2 separate regions of the Mus musculus genome follow, and region 1 is linked to region 2. A link is a contact called in public HiChIP or PLAC-seq data. All regions are on one chromosome and are shown on one strand. Each heading gives the region's core, a stretch centred on a gene start, on an enhancer-like site or on the middle of the called end of the contact. The rest is flanking DNA. Distances are from core to core; before and after follow the strand shown. Region 1 holds the start of Farsb (phenylalanyl-tRNA synthetase, beta subunit). Region 2 has its middle 80 kb from the start of Gm26263.

What was found. HiChIP or PLAC-seq counts read pairs in DNA pulled down with a chosen protein or histone mark.
Region 1: a contact with region 2 is called in an H3K4me3 HiChIP or PLAC-seq map of embryonic basal ganglia, with 6 times the contacts expected there. The contact joins the promoter of Farsb here to the enhancer-like site in region 2. A contact is called at or near these places in 6 of 39 promoter capture datasets (the 3T3-L1 cell line, the C10 cell line, the SN4741 cell line and 3 more), 1 of 15 datasets of contacts at CTCF or cohesin (large pre-B cells) and 3 of 115 datasets of contacts at active chromatin or transcription factors (embryonic basal ganglia, embryonic midbrain and kidney).

The regions. Positions count from the first base shown.
Region 1 is chr1:78,484,452-78,491,116 of GRCm38.p6, forward strand. It overlaps Farsb (phenylalanyl-tRNA synthetase, beta subunit), which reads right to left and starts at 4,446. Exons shown (of 17, transcript NM_011811.4): 1 at 4,334-4,446. The coding sequence starts at 4,391.
Region 2 is chr1:77,974,617-77,981,680 of GRCm38.p6, forward strand. No RefSeq gene overlaps it. Among named protein-coding and RNA genes, the nearest start is that of Gm26263, 80 kb to the left of the region's middle. Within about 2 kb of position 4,250, at least 6 of the 459 cell types and tissues checked have an H3K27ac peak or open chromatin away from gene starts, as enhancers often do.

The sequences.
Region 1 (6,665 bases), core at 3,196-5,695, 510 kb after region 2:
AGATGGCAGCTTGCTTGCCACCTAGCAAGAAGCTAGAGCCAGAACCACCCAGCCAACCCCCTCTGATCCCTGTCACTCTGACATTGTGTGAAGTAACAAAGGCATATTGTTTTCTCCTCCTAAGAAACAGGATATTCTGTTATGTAGCAACAGACTAATACAAATCTTAGCCTCTGTAAAGGAAGTGGCACCAGAACTCTGGAAATAGCTTTTGAATCACAAAGCAGGCTTTGAGGATTGCAAAAGAAAACCCACGGGCTGCAAAAACATTACTGGCTGAAGCTCCATGGTCTTGAATCAGGATTCAAGCAAAGGCCAGGAGGGAAGGCAGGTAACGCTGCAGGAAAGTACAAGGGCATCCTTGTCCCGTAAGGGAGAGACTTGATCAGCACCACTGCTGCTGGTACTCCAACTGCTGAAAATGATGCTGCTAAGACTTCTGTGCTCAAAGAGCAGCTTGTTTGTTCTGCTTTGTTTTTACCACTTACTTAAGAAGAGATAAATGTAGAAAGAGCTATTAAACAAAAATGAGACAGAATGTTGGTGATTTAAAAAAAAAATTTTTTTTTGGCCTTCTAAATGTAAAGCAATGCTGAAATTAAGTAAGTTCTGGACAGAGCCCAAATCCTAGGCCTGAGATAGAATCAATGTCTGACTGAAAAACCTTCAGGCAGATCAAAGGCACAATTCGTTCAAACAAAAGGTGTAACAAAGAAAGTAAGGGTGTGCCTCACAAATCCAATTAATCAAACAATAAAGTTTAATTAAGAGTACTGTATGAAAAAACTTAAAGTACTGAAACAGCTAATTTCAGAGGTTTTTGGAGTCTGTGGTTTTTAACTAATATAAAGGAATCCACCAAAAAATTCACCAAAGACCCAGAAAGTTTTTAGAAAAAAACACTTCGGCAGACATAGCCAACTTGAACTGAAAGGGGCGGAAGAAAGACAAAAGGAAGTCTTTGAGCCCCTAAAACTCTATTGACAGGAAGTAGAATAAGGAAGGTAATCAGCTGTGAAGCACATGCTTTCTGGGGCCACTCAGACGGTGGAATCAGAGCCTAGAGGGCAGGCACGGAGCCATGGAGAATTATCCCAGGCCTGAGACCTAATCAAGACCATCCTGCAGTTGCCATTCAGTTTCAGAACTGTAGTGGACCAATGGCTCCTCCAGTAGTTAGGCCGGCTATGTCTCTCTATGGCATCTTAGATGTATGGGAGACACCCATCCTAGTGCTTGAGCCTCTCCGCACTCGGACAGCACTCATCTATCACAAGATGCTAAACATCCTAAGACGCTCATCCACGTCAGAACCAGGTTCAGATGTCTCACTGTGGATGGTGCTCTAAGATGACACTTCTAGGACAAGTATATTTTGCATGTGGATGAACAAGAACCATTTGGTGACTGTGTGGAGAGACTGATTCCAATGATACCTGTCTATCTAGTTCCCTTATGCAAGCTCAGGATTGGTCTCTGTCACCAACAGAATATGGAAAAGGATGGAATAGCATGTCTGAGCAATTATCAAACACAGAGGATAGTACTTAAGCGCTCCCGTTTACCTGCTCTCTCAAGAGTTCTCCTTCTGGGACAAATTAACAAAAGCCAAGGTAGAAGGAACTGGAAAACATCAGTGGGTAAACAAAACCGCTTAATGAAACCGCTTAAGGAAACTTAGCAGAGGAGAGATGGCTCAGCAATTGAGAACACTTGTTACTACTGCAGAGTACCCAGGTTTGATTCCCAGAACCCACGTGGTGGCTTACAGTCATCTGTAACTCAAGTTCCAGGCCATCTGATGCCCTCTTCTGGCCTCCACAGGCACCAGACACGCATCTGATGCAAAGCAAAACACTAATACATATAAATTGGTTTAAGTCTAAATAATAATAAAGATGGTGATGACTTAAGAAACAACTTAGAAGCAGATTCTCCAGCCCCAATGAGCTCTTGACCCCACTTCAGATCTGCAACTTGGAGTAAAATACAGGACCACCAAATATCAAATCTTAACCATCAGAAACTAAGTAGCAAACACTCACTTTGTAATATGCAAAAATCTTGTCAGCCAAATGGCAATAAATCAAATTGTATGCATTACTAGAATATATTGAATCTTATTCCTTATTCCTTTAAGCTATATTTTTAAAACTTAAATGAAAGAAAGAAGCAAAAGTAAAACCATGAATAAGTCCCTACAATAAAATGGTAAACCTAAAAACCTGTGTGGCACACAGGTGGCTCTGACAGTACTTACTGTACCAAGCTAGAACAGGGCCCAGGCTGAAGAGCAATCAGAAACCAGTTCACAAGAAAATGAATATCAAAGAACAAACAAAAAGTAAGTAACAAGAACACAACTGAACAGAAAGGCAATCGCAAGGAGGATTAGGAAGACAGAGCTGCGCCAAGGGCAACAGGGGAAAGGAAATGCCCTGGGCAACAAAAACTGCCAAGAGAAATGGAAGGTGACGGCAGCTGGAAATGACAGTGGGGTTCAGATGGGCAGCAGCCCTAGAGGGCTCAATAAGGTGACATGTAAGAGCACAAAAAAAGAGAAAGAGGCAAACAAAAATGGAAAAAAACAAAAAAAAAAACAAAAAACAAATGACACCCACACTTCATTTGGAAACTACCTGTTCTGGTGAATAGCCTTTTCCAACTCCAACCACCACTGAGCTGACATTTAAAAAGATTTCAAGAAAGAAGGCAAGAGAAACAATGAAGATTAGTACTAACCCATCTGGTGTATACCTTAAATACCATCAATAGGTATGAAAGAATTTCAAAAGAGCCTACAGTTCACAGTCGGTGTGGGGAAACCAAGCTTGTTGGATCACTCACCATTTTAAAGTGGAAGGAAAAGGAAACAGCCAGGGAATGTATTAAAACATTATCTGATGATTGCGAGCAGGTCATAAGCCTCATTGTCTTTTAAAATTTGGACAATCTGGTACTTTTCCATAGATAAGGGTCTGACTAGGAACTGATTCCAAGTTGTTCATCTTGCCACACACCATCATATGAACTTCAGAGACAGTGACCACCAGGAGAGAGAATATGATTTAGAGTAACAGGGCAAGTGAGGTATATTAATAAGCTTACTATATAAGGGAAACTGGTTAGGAAATTAAAACCACATTCCAAAAGCAAAGCGATTTCCTGTTTCTAAGGCCTTGGTCACAACTATAATTGTATCACTTGGGAGACTGAGTCAGGAGGATTGCCACAAGTTTAGAGTCAGCCTGGACTTCAGAATAAGGTTCTGTCTCCAAAAGAACAACGACAAAATCCGACAAACACAGGGGGTGAGTAATATCTAAAGTCCATCCTTAGGAAAAAAAAATCTTAAAAGTTTACTTGTACGACATCAGTACTGTGGTGTTATGAACCTGCTCCATTTTGTCCTCTAATTTTGGCCTCTAATACTCAAAAACAAGGAGGCTCTCATAAAACACTCGCTCTGACCTTTATAGAAGCTGATAACTACAGGGTGAGGCTGATACCATTTCAACTTACTACATCTGTGTTGGAAATGATAATTTGACTAATATTTACCTCCCTTCCCCCCCCCCCCACAATGGTTTAGTTTTAGAACTGAGAAAGAGGGAAGTGTGTCATGAATGCTAAGCCCATAGAAGTGATTCCATTTAGGGGTCAAATCAATGTTAACTATCAAATGCTACCCCTGCACAAAACCTGGTTTCCTTTCCCAGAAACATTTAGCATGTCCAATAAACCGTTTTACTAACATCATGGTTTGTTATTTTTCTCATGTATGTGTCATGTGCACAGCTCTACTCCCAAACACTGCCTGACACACTTCTGGAGCCTGGTCAACACTAAAATAAAGCCAATGCCGGGCTTGGTGGCACACGCTTGTTATCCCAGCACTCAGAAACTGAGGCAAGAAGACCGACAGTTCGAAAACAGCCTGGGCTACATAGTGAGACCCGCATCTTTCTTAAACGTCTCCCCTTCGCTGTCAATCTGGTTCCACAGCCTACAGTTGTGATGGAACCCAGGGTACGTTTCCTCGTCTGTGTCCCGACACCAAAGTCCGTGCTGGGCACGGAGTTGGAGCTCGGTCTCTAAATGAATGACACGGAGAGCCCGACACGCGCTGATGATGCAACGGAGCCACCGCGGAGCTGGTTCCGAGAAGCTACTTCAGCGCAGCCGAGTCTCCTCGCCCAGCAGCGCGCCCCTGAGGACTCTGGCCGTGCCGGGCCAAACCCCACGTAGCGGCATGAACGCCGCCAGCACGTTCTTCTGCAGGGCGAGCAGACTTCCCCAGGCACCGAGCCCAAGCCACGGGGCGGGCACTCACTGTAGGTCCGGCCCAGGGCTTGGAAGAGCAGGTCTCGCTTTACGCTGACAGTCGGCATGGCGAGTCGTGGACACTGCGCCTGCGCCACATGCGGGGCCTCAGCGACCCTAGAGTGAAGGACCCGACGCTCCGCTCTTGGGCTGTCTCACGTGATGCCTGTCTAAATTCAACCATTTGCACATCCGTTTTCCAGCCGAATATAGGAAAACACCTCTCTCTGGATTATTTAACATAGTTCTGTTGTGACGATAACCAAAAAGTTTGGAAAATAGGTGTAATCGGGTGGAATTATCTCTATTTTGACAGGCAAGAGTGAGAACAGACCTCAGAGGCCTGGATGCTTCCCAAAGCCCTAGGGAAGATGCCAAGTTGGGTAGGCGGAGCGCTAGATTGGTGGGAAGGACTTCCAGGTAGAGAAGTCCGCCCAGAGGTATTTGAAAAGCAAGGTAAACGGATGCAAGACTTCCTGCAAAGAAGAATATGCAAATACTAATGGCAAGGTCTGTTAACAGGCCACATTTTTTTACTTTTTTGAGACAGGTTTCTCTGTCGCCTTGACTGTCCTGGAACTCGCACTATAGACTAGGCTGGCTTTGAACTCCGAGAACTTTTGAGATCCGTACCTCCCTAGTGCTGGGATTAAAGGCATGCGCCACCACTGCCGGGCTTTTACTTAATCCTTTAACCCTCTTGAAACTACAGATTTTATACCCGAGCCTTGTTCGAACGCAGCAGCAGCCCTGTGGGTAGGCGTTGTTAGAGACCGCAGGACTTTTCTGTCAGATGCTGTACTCAGCCTAAAAAGTGCACGAGCAGATTTGCTCCTTAGAATAACTCTGAGGGACAGTACGTCAAATCATGGGCCACTGAGATGTCAGGACTTAATCCCGTGTAGCCTGCAAATGCTACTTTATGTGGTATCAGAGCCTATGTGGAATAAGCTAAGGGTTTTGAGATGGAACTTAGCCTAGGTTATTAGGATGGGCCCTAAATGCAATTGACTGTAGACTCAATAAGCGGAAGGCAGTGATTCCAGTAAGGTCACTAAAAAAAATAAAGTCAGTAGTCTTCGAAACTGGAAGAGATAAGGAGGGAAATCTCTCCTAGCCTATTCAGCAGCCCCCAAAACACTTGGATTTGGGCCAGTGAAATTGCTTTTGGGTTTCTTGCCTCCAGAACTTGAATATAACAAAGTTCTGTTTCATCTCATTCATTATTCTTTATGATTTGAGATAAAGGCTCAACTCTATAGCTGAAGCAGTCCTGGAACTCATCCTGTAGCTCTGGATGGCCAGAAATTTTCAGAGTTTTAAGGTGTCCTGAAAGACAAGAATATAAGTTACCTCACCAGACTCAAGTTTCTGTTTGAAATCAAAAGTTTGTAGTACTTCCTTTCAGCAGCCATGAAAAAACAAATACATCAAAGCAGGAAGATAAAACAGCCATGGACTGTGGGACTCACCTAACCTGTAAGGCATAGCAGAAACATTGCTTCCTCAAGAGAAAATAAAGCAAGGACCAACACTGAGGAAGTGAGAACCCTTCACTTGAGGAAGCAGAACTGAGGCTAGACTTAGGCCATCATAACTCTTAATAAGTTTTCCACTGCACTAATTTCCACTTATGGCAAGTCCCACGTGTAGCTTTCTGACCCTAAATTCCAGTAAGTGGGCACTTACTGAGTTCACCAACTCAAATGCTCATCTCTCAGAAACATACAACTAACAGTATTTGGCTACTTATTAAGGGATCTATTAACTCAGGCATTTGACCATAACATTAACTCTCATACTTCATAAGAGGATTTAAAATGCCGCTTTGTTTCCCCTGATATGTCACTATAGGCGTGTTTTAAGAAATTATAGATGGATGTGGGAAACAAAGTAAATAATGCTATTTGGAGAGTAAACCAGAAATAGTTCTTAATATTTTACTTTTAAGGATTATTTCCCCATGGAGATTTACAAAGTTCCAGCCCAATTTAAATTATTTTTTCTATTGATTCTGGGGTTTAGGTTGTATTTTTTAAAAATCTTCCTCCACACATTTTTTAAAAACCATGTTTTCCTTTTTGAGTACATCAGTAGAATTCTTTTCCATTTAAATCTCAGATCTTTTTTGAGATTTGTTTTGGTTTTTGGAGCTAATGAACAAGCCAGTTTTATTTTATTTTCAAACAGCAATGCCAATACCATTTATTAAAAAGCTTTTTTCCCCATCCAGTTTGTAATATCACATATTAAATTTCCACATATATTTGGATCCACTGCCAGAGTGTCTGTTTCAATGCCAGCACCAAGCTCTTTTAATAATTATGGTGTCATTTTCCAAA
Region 2 (7,064 bases), core at 3,000-5,499:
TCCAAATCGCTTGGGCAGAGAAAGTTCTTATTTCTCTCTGAAGAATTCAAAGAAAGCTGGGGAAATTTGCCAGCTACTCCACAATTAAGAAAAATTGATGAGGATTCAGTGTGTGTGTGTGTGTGTGTGTGTGTGTGTGTGTGTGTGTGTGTTTTCAAAGAATGAAAATACTTTGGATGCACTTGCTATACGTGATGTGGCAATAATTGGTGCTTCATCATCAATGCCGTCTTTAGGCAAAGCACCATGTTGTAAGTTTAGAAGTGGTATTTATTTGTCTAGCTCTGTGAATGAATACCTTGGTAAAGACGACATGAGACCAGGGAGTCACATTTGACTCCTACTTTCCCCCAAAGAATGCTGGAGGATAAACTCCCATCCTTTAATAGCAATCTGGTCGCACCTGTAACACCACATTCTCTTTCAAGGTCTTAAGTACAACCCAGAGAATCACACTTAGCCAGATAATTGTCAAGTTTATGGAAGAATCTAGTCCTTGGAAATGCTTTTTATTCTAAAGATACTGTACTTCATGACTGGTGTATGCATGACTTTTTGGTCCTACTGAAGCCAGCAAAATATTGAAATGTGCATATATGCATTTGGAGATGCCCTTATGAAGACCTATGAGCCCCTAATTAAGAAAAGGTGCCTTTAGTGTAATTGCTACATATTCCACTGAGTTGAACATTTCTGCTATTTTGTAAAGCTTTCACCAATGTATTCTGCAATTTGAACGCTTAATAAAAACATTAATAGTCTCTGGTCTTAGGAGGTGAACCAGTTGGTAAAGTGATTGCTATACAGGCATAGCGACCCGAGTCAGGTAACCAAAACACACATTAAAAACCGTGGTATGGAGGACTAGGGGGTTCCTGGGGCTCACTGGCCAGCCAACCTAGCCTAAGCAGCAAGCCCCAGATCTCAGTGAGAGACCTGTTCTCAAAAACCAAGAGGAATAACTGCTGGGGCCTCCACACTCACACATTACAGGGACACATGCACCCACCCCCAACACGCCATCACATACACACACATAAAAAATATATAGCAATCTTTCAATCTAAATGTTCAACATTTTTAAAGGGTCTGGTTCAATGCAAAGTCCTCATCAACACAAATTCACATTAGAGCCCATTTCGTAACTCCTGTTACAATAGAAACTGCACGCATGAATTGTATTAAATGATCTCCCACTAACCCTCCTCACGATCTTCCTCGACAGAAAACATCCCATATTACAGATGAGCTGTTTCCTTCATGGAATCGACTGCCTCCGTGGTTAACTCCATATATAAGTGATTAAGAAGCTCAGCTTCACATCCACGAGAGACTCCCCACGCGCATGCGCCCACTGAGGACCCTCAGCTTCACATCCACGAGAGACTCCCCATGCGCTCACTGAGGACCCTCAGCTTCACATCCACGAGAGACTCCCCACGCGCATGCGCCCACTGAGGACCCTCAGCTTCACAGCCACTAGAGACTCCCCATGCGCATGCGCCCACTGAGGACCCTCAGCTTCACATCCCCTAGAGACTCCCCATGCGCATGCGCCCATTGAGGACCCTCAGCTTCACATCCCCTAGAGACTCCTCACGCGCCCACTGAGGACCGCCCTCTATGGCAGAAGCTTCCAAGCATGAACTTGCTTCATTGTCACAAAAGCTTCTGAGACATTTGTAACCTTTACCACAGCATGAGTGAGAACGCTGTGCTCAGCCACACGGCTCACAAATGGTGGTGGCTTGTCCTATACCGGGTCACAGTGTGCTTCCCTAAAATCTAGTTACACCCAAGACAAGCAAAACCCAGAAGGCCATGCTCACTTCTACAACAGAGCAGGCATAGTCTGATTACTGCTATGTCTCTACTCTACAACCTGTGTCTTGGGGCTGCAGAAATGGTTCGATAATCAAAAACACATGTCGCTCCTGCAGAGGACCCAAGTTTGGGTCCCTAGACCCACACTGTATGGATTACAATCACTTGTACTTTCAGTTACAGAAGGGCCTGACACCTCTGACCTCCACAGACACCTACACTTACCTGTGCCTTCCCACACACAGACACACTCACATACACACAAAAACTCCATGTATTGGGTTCAGCTGTGCTTGCCTGTAAATCCCAGCCCTTGGGAGCCTGACTTGGAGTCTGCTGAGAGTTTAAGGACAAGTTCTAGGTTAGTCAATGAGTCTCAGTCTCAAAACAAAATAGAATGAAATAAAATACAATAAAACAAAACCCCCCTCATCGTGCCTTCTGCTGTGACACACTAAATTGTTATTTCTCTTTTGACGTGGATTCTTCTAACAGCAATACACCCATTTTTTTTCTCCACACAACTGCAATATATTGGGGGGGGGGGCTGCCATGGTTTTTGTTTTGCTTTGCTTTCTTTTATATGTATAAGAATATGTTCATTCTTTCTTTTCTCTTCTTTTCTTTCTTTCTTTTTTTCTTTTTTTCTTTTTTAATTAGGTACTTTCTTCATTCACATCTCCAGTGCTATCCCAAAAGTCCCTCACACCCTCACACACACACACACACTCTCCCACCCACCCACTCCCACTTCCCGGCCCTGGCGTTCCCCTGCACTGAGGCAGATAAAGTTTGCACAACCAATGGGCCTCTTTGGGCCTCTTTTTCCACGGATGGCCAACAAGGCCAGATACATATGCAGCTAAAGACACAAGCTGGGGGGGGGGGGCACACTGGTTAGTTCATATTGTTGTTCCACCCATAGGGTTGCAGATCCCCTCAGCTCCTTAGGTACTCTCTCTAGCTCCTCCATTGGGGGCCCTGTGATCCATCCAATAGTTGACTGTGAGCATCCACTTCTGTGTTTGACAGGCCCCAGCATAGTCTCACAAGAGACAGCTATATCAGGGTCCTTTCAGCAAAATCCCGCTAGTGTATGCAATGGTGTCAGCATTTAGAGGCTGATTATGGGATGGATTCCACCTCACACCAGTCAGAATGGCTAAGCTCAAAAATTCAGGTGACAACAGATGCTGGTGAGGATGTGGAGAAAGAGGGACACTCCTCCATTGTTGGTGAGATTGCAAGCTTGTACAACCACTCTGGAAATCAGTCTGGCAGTTCCTCAGAAAATTGGACATAGTACTACCGGAGGATCCCGCAATACCTCTCCTGGGCATATATCCAGAAGATGTTCCAACCGGTAAGAAGGACACATGCGCCACTATGTTCATAGCAGCCTTATTTATAATAGCCAGAAGCTGGAAAGAACCCAGATGCCCCTCAACAGAGGAATGGATACAGAAAAATGTGGTACATTTACACAATGGAGTACTACTCAGCTATTAAAAAGAATGCATTCACGAAATTCCTAGGCAAATGGTTGGACCTGGAGGGCATCATCCTGAGTGAGGTAACCCAATCACAAAAGAACTCACATGATATGTACTCACTGATAAGTGGATATTAGCCCAGAAACTTAGAATACCCAAGATATAGGAAACAATTTGCGAAGCACATGAGACTCAGGAGGAATGAAGACCAGGGTGTGGACGCTTTGCCCCTTCTTAGAATTGGGAGTGGAACGCCCATGGAGGGAGTTGCAGAGACGAAGTTTGGAGCTGAGACGAATATGCTCATCATCATGTTTGGAACTTTCACTCCACGATGGAAGGGTCTCTCTGCCCTTTGGTTTATACATAAAGTATATTTAAAATAATTCTTTGAAAACCCATGTATACATGCTACACAAAGGTCAAATGGATTCATATTTGTGAGTTTCTTTTTTCATATTTATTTGAGCATGCATCACGTGTGTGCAGGTACCCGAGAAAGCCAAATGAAGGTGTTGGAGCCTCTGCAACTGGAGTTTACAGGCAATTGTGAGGCTCCTATTGGGACTTTTGGAACTGAGATGTGATCTTCTACAAGGACCATCTCTCCAAGGGCTTACTTTCCCTTTTAAGTGTTCTCTGAGAATGCTGTGTGCTTTTGGAGAGGCCACGACTGAATAGTTACCAGAAAACTTCAATTTGTCGCCTATTCACTTCATCCAAATGACCTTGAATCAGATACTTCTCTGAGATCCTAGAAAGGGTGAGCCACTTCACTATTAGGATTATGATAAGTGCTTACTGGGAAAGCATCCTAGACAACCCAGTATGTAAAAGTACTTACCATGCAAACCCGAATCCCGTGCAGAAAAGCTACAGGGCTATTTCCAGAAGTGTGTGGGCTTACTAGCCTGGAATCGGTTCGCGCTCTGGCTTTGTCCTTCACAACCACTAGATGGCGCCAACTGTTTGAGACTTTTCTTGGTGCCTGACACTGTCTGGTTTCCAAACCCCCAAAAATGAATTTGGAATTGAGAAAGATTATCTGGCAACTTTATCCACAAACACTGAGTTGACATCTCTTTCTGAAATGAATTAAAGCTTTTTTTTTTTTCATTCTGGTTCCCATCTTTTAAAAGCCATTACATCGTGTTGTTCTTCCATTGATTCTCCGGGGCTTTCTCGAGTCTGTTAGACCTTCAACAATTCAAGATGTTTTCCAGCAGTCAGAACTACCTTCTCTAAAACATCCTGTGCTTTTCCAGCAAAGCGTGGGCCATGCTAGCGTCCATGCCTCTCTGGGAACTTGAGAGAAGCAATTTTCGATTAGTTAAAAAAAAAAAAAAAGGTTGTTAAATGCTGTCTTGTCGGAGGGCTGCATGTATGTTCAGTATGGCTTCAGAGAAGCCACATTTATGGGCTGAGGCATCAGTCTTGGGTCATAAACAGGACAAGGGCTACACTCAGTAAAAGATTAAATTAAACACACTCCTTGGTGATGTGGACTTTGCCAATGTACTTTTAAAGGAGTAATAAAATGTAACTGTGTTTTAAAACTGTCTCCTGAAATAAGCCTGTTCATTGCAGTGCCAGCTGAAGTAACATAGAAGCGAGAAGCACAATACAGACACATTCCCAGTGCACAAGTCCCACTGATGAGTCTCTTCCAAACTGATTTTTCCTTAATTTTGCTCATTGCACATAAGATAACATAAAATGATACGACTTGGGGAGATGGCTCAGCAGTTAAGAGCACTGGCTGCTCTTGAAAAGACCCATGTTTGTTTTCCAGCACCTACGCATGGTAGCTCACAACTATCATTAACTCCAACTCCTGGAGTTCTGACACCCTATTCTGATCTCTACAGGCAAAGTCATGCATGTGGATGTGGGTTACATACACACAGAGACAAACATTTATACACATAAAATTTTAAAAGCATCTTTTAAATGACATAAAGTGAGCCAGTGAGCCGAAGCTATCGCATTTAGCATTTTGATCAAAAGAAAAGAGCAGCATTGAAAAACCAGTGGTGTGCTCGTTCTTTCAACATTTTAGAAACCACCATCAGGGCCCAGCATGGTGGTTCCCATGTCTAATCCAAGCACTCGGAGAGTGACAGAGAAGGTTCTCGGGTTCAATGCCAATCTGATCTACATAGTGCGATACTATCTCAAAATATCAAAAAGTTTCAGGAGGAGGATAAAGTGGGCTAAGGAGGGAAAGAACGGGAGGGAGAGAGAAAAGAAGAGGGGAGGAGGAGGAGGGGAGGAAGGAAAGAGAATCAAAGAGATGATCACTGGGGTTAAGGCTCATGATTTAGGTTACTCTAAGCAATTATACCTCTATGTCTGCCCAAAGCCAAACCTGTGTTGGTCTTACCTTAACCTAAACTTTTACCCCCAGAATAAACTAATGTTCTCAATATCAATCATATATCATCTAAAGTTGAAAATGTCAAAAAGCCGGGAGCTCTTGGGGGGGGTGGGGGTGGGGGCCTGGTTGCTGTTCTTCCTATGGGGTTGCAAACTCCTTCAACCAAAGAGTACACATGGAGGGATCCATGGCTCCAGCTGCTATGTAGCAAAGGATGCCTTATCTAGTAATCCCTTGGTCCTATAGAGGCTTAGACCCCAGCACAGGGGAATGCTAAGGAGGTGAGGCTGGAGTGGGTAGTTGGTTGGGGAGCACCCTCATAGAAGCAGGGGGAAGGGGAAGGCGATAGGAGGGGTTTCAAGGGAAACCTGGGAGGAGGATAACATTTGAAATGTAAATACATAACATAGCCAATAAAAAATGTCAAAAAGCACAGACTGTTAATGACATGGACATTTTCTTTTTTGACAAGAGAAAAAAGATGGGCGAGTCAGCACTCAGGAGCCTAGTCTCTGATCTGGGGCAGGGACACGTGGCCTTGTTTGGAGAAGGGCAGACAGAGGCAAAGAGTGAACTGGCACTGGGAAATCTTTGCTGTAATTAGGGCCTTGAGCATACCAGGCAAACTCTTTACAGCTGAGTTACACCCTCAATCCTATTTTCAAGTTTTATTTTGAGGTAAGGTCTCAGTAAGTTACCCAGGCTACCAGACTGTCAAGGATGGCTTTGTGGCTGGGATCCTCCTGCCTCAGCCTTCCAACTAGCTGGAAGATCACCAGCTAACAAGTTTGGCTTAAATCTTAGCATTCTTAAGTGAGTGAGATTAGGCCAGACCAAAACACAACTACCTTCTTGTCTTGTTCCCGTGTACATCTGCTTCTTGATGGAGGACTGGGTCTTTTTGGAGATACTCCCAGCAAGAGTGCCAAGGCCCAGAGTAACACTTCATGCACTTGCCATTGGCTTTAAGAGGTACCACTTTATGCCAATGAGGAAATTTGTCTTTCTCTCTCTCTCTCTCTCTCTCTCTCTCTCTCTCTCTCTCTCTCTGTCTGTCTCCATCTCTCTGACTCTCCTTTCCCTCTCTCCATCTGACTCTCTCCTCTCTCTCTGTCTCTGTCTCTGCTTATATGTCGTAAAAAGGTTTAATATTCCAGAACTTCTCTTTATTTGGGAGACACCCCCCCCCCCCTTTGCTGGTAGACTGGCCTTTTCTAAACATATTTTGGATAACCCTCAAATCTCTTCTTCTTCTGGCCTCTTCCTCGTGAACTGCTTGCCTAATTAGACTAGCAGTCCTTGGTTCCCTGAGATTCCTAACAGAGTGCTTCAGGATAATGACCTCACCACGGTCTGCTTCAGCCAGATGA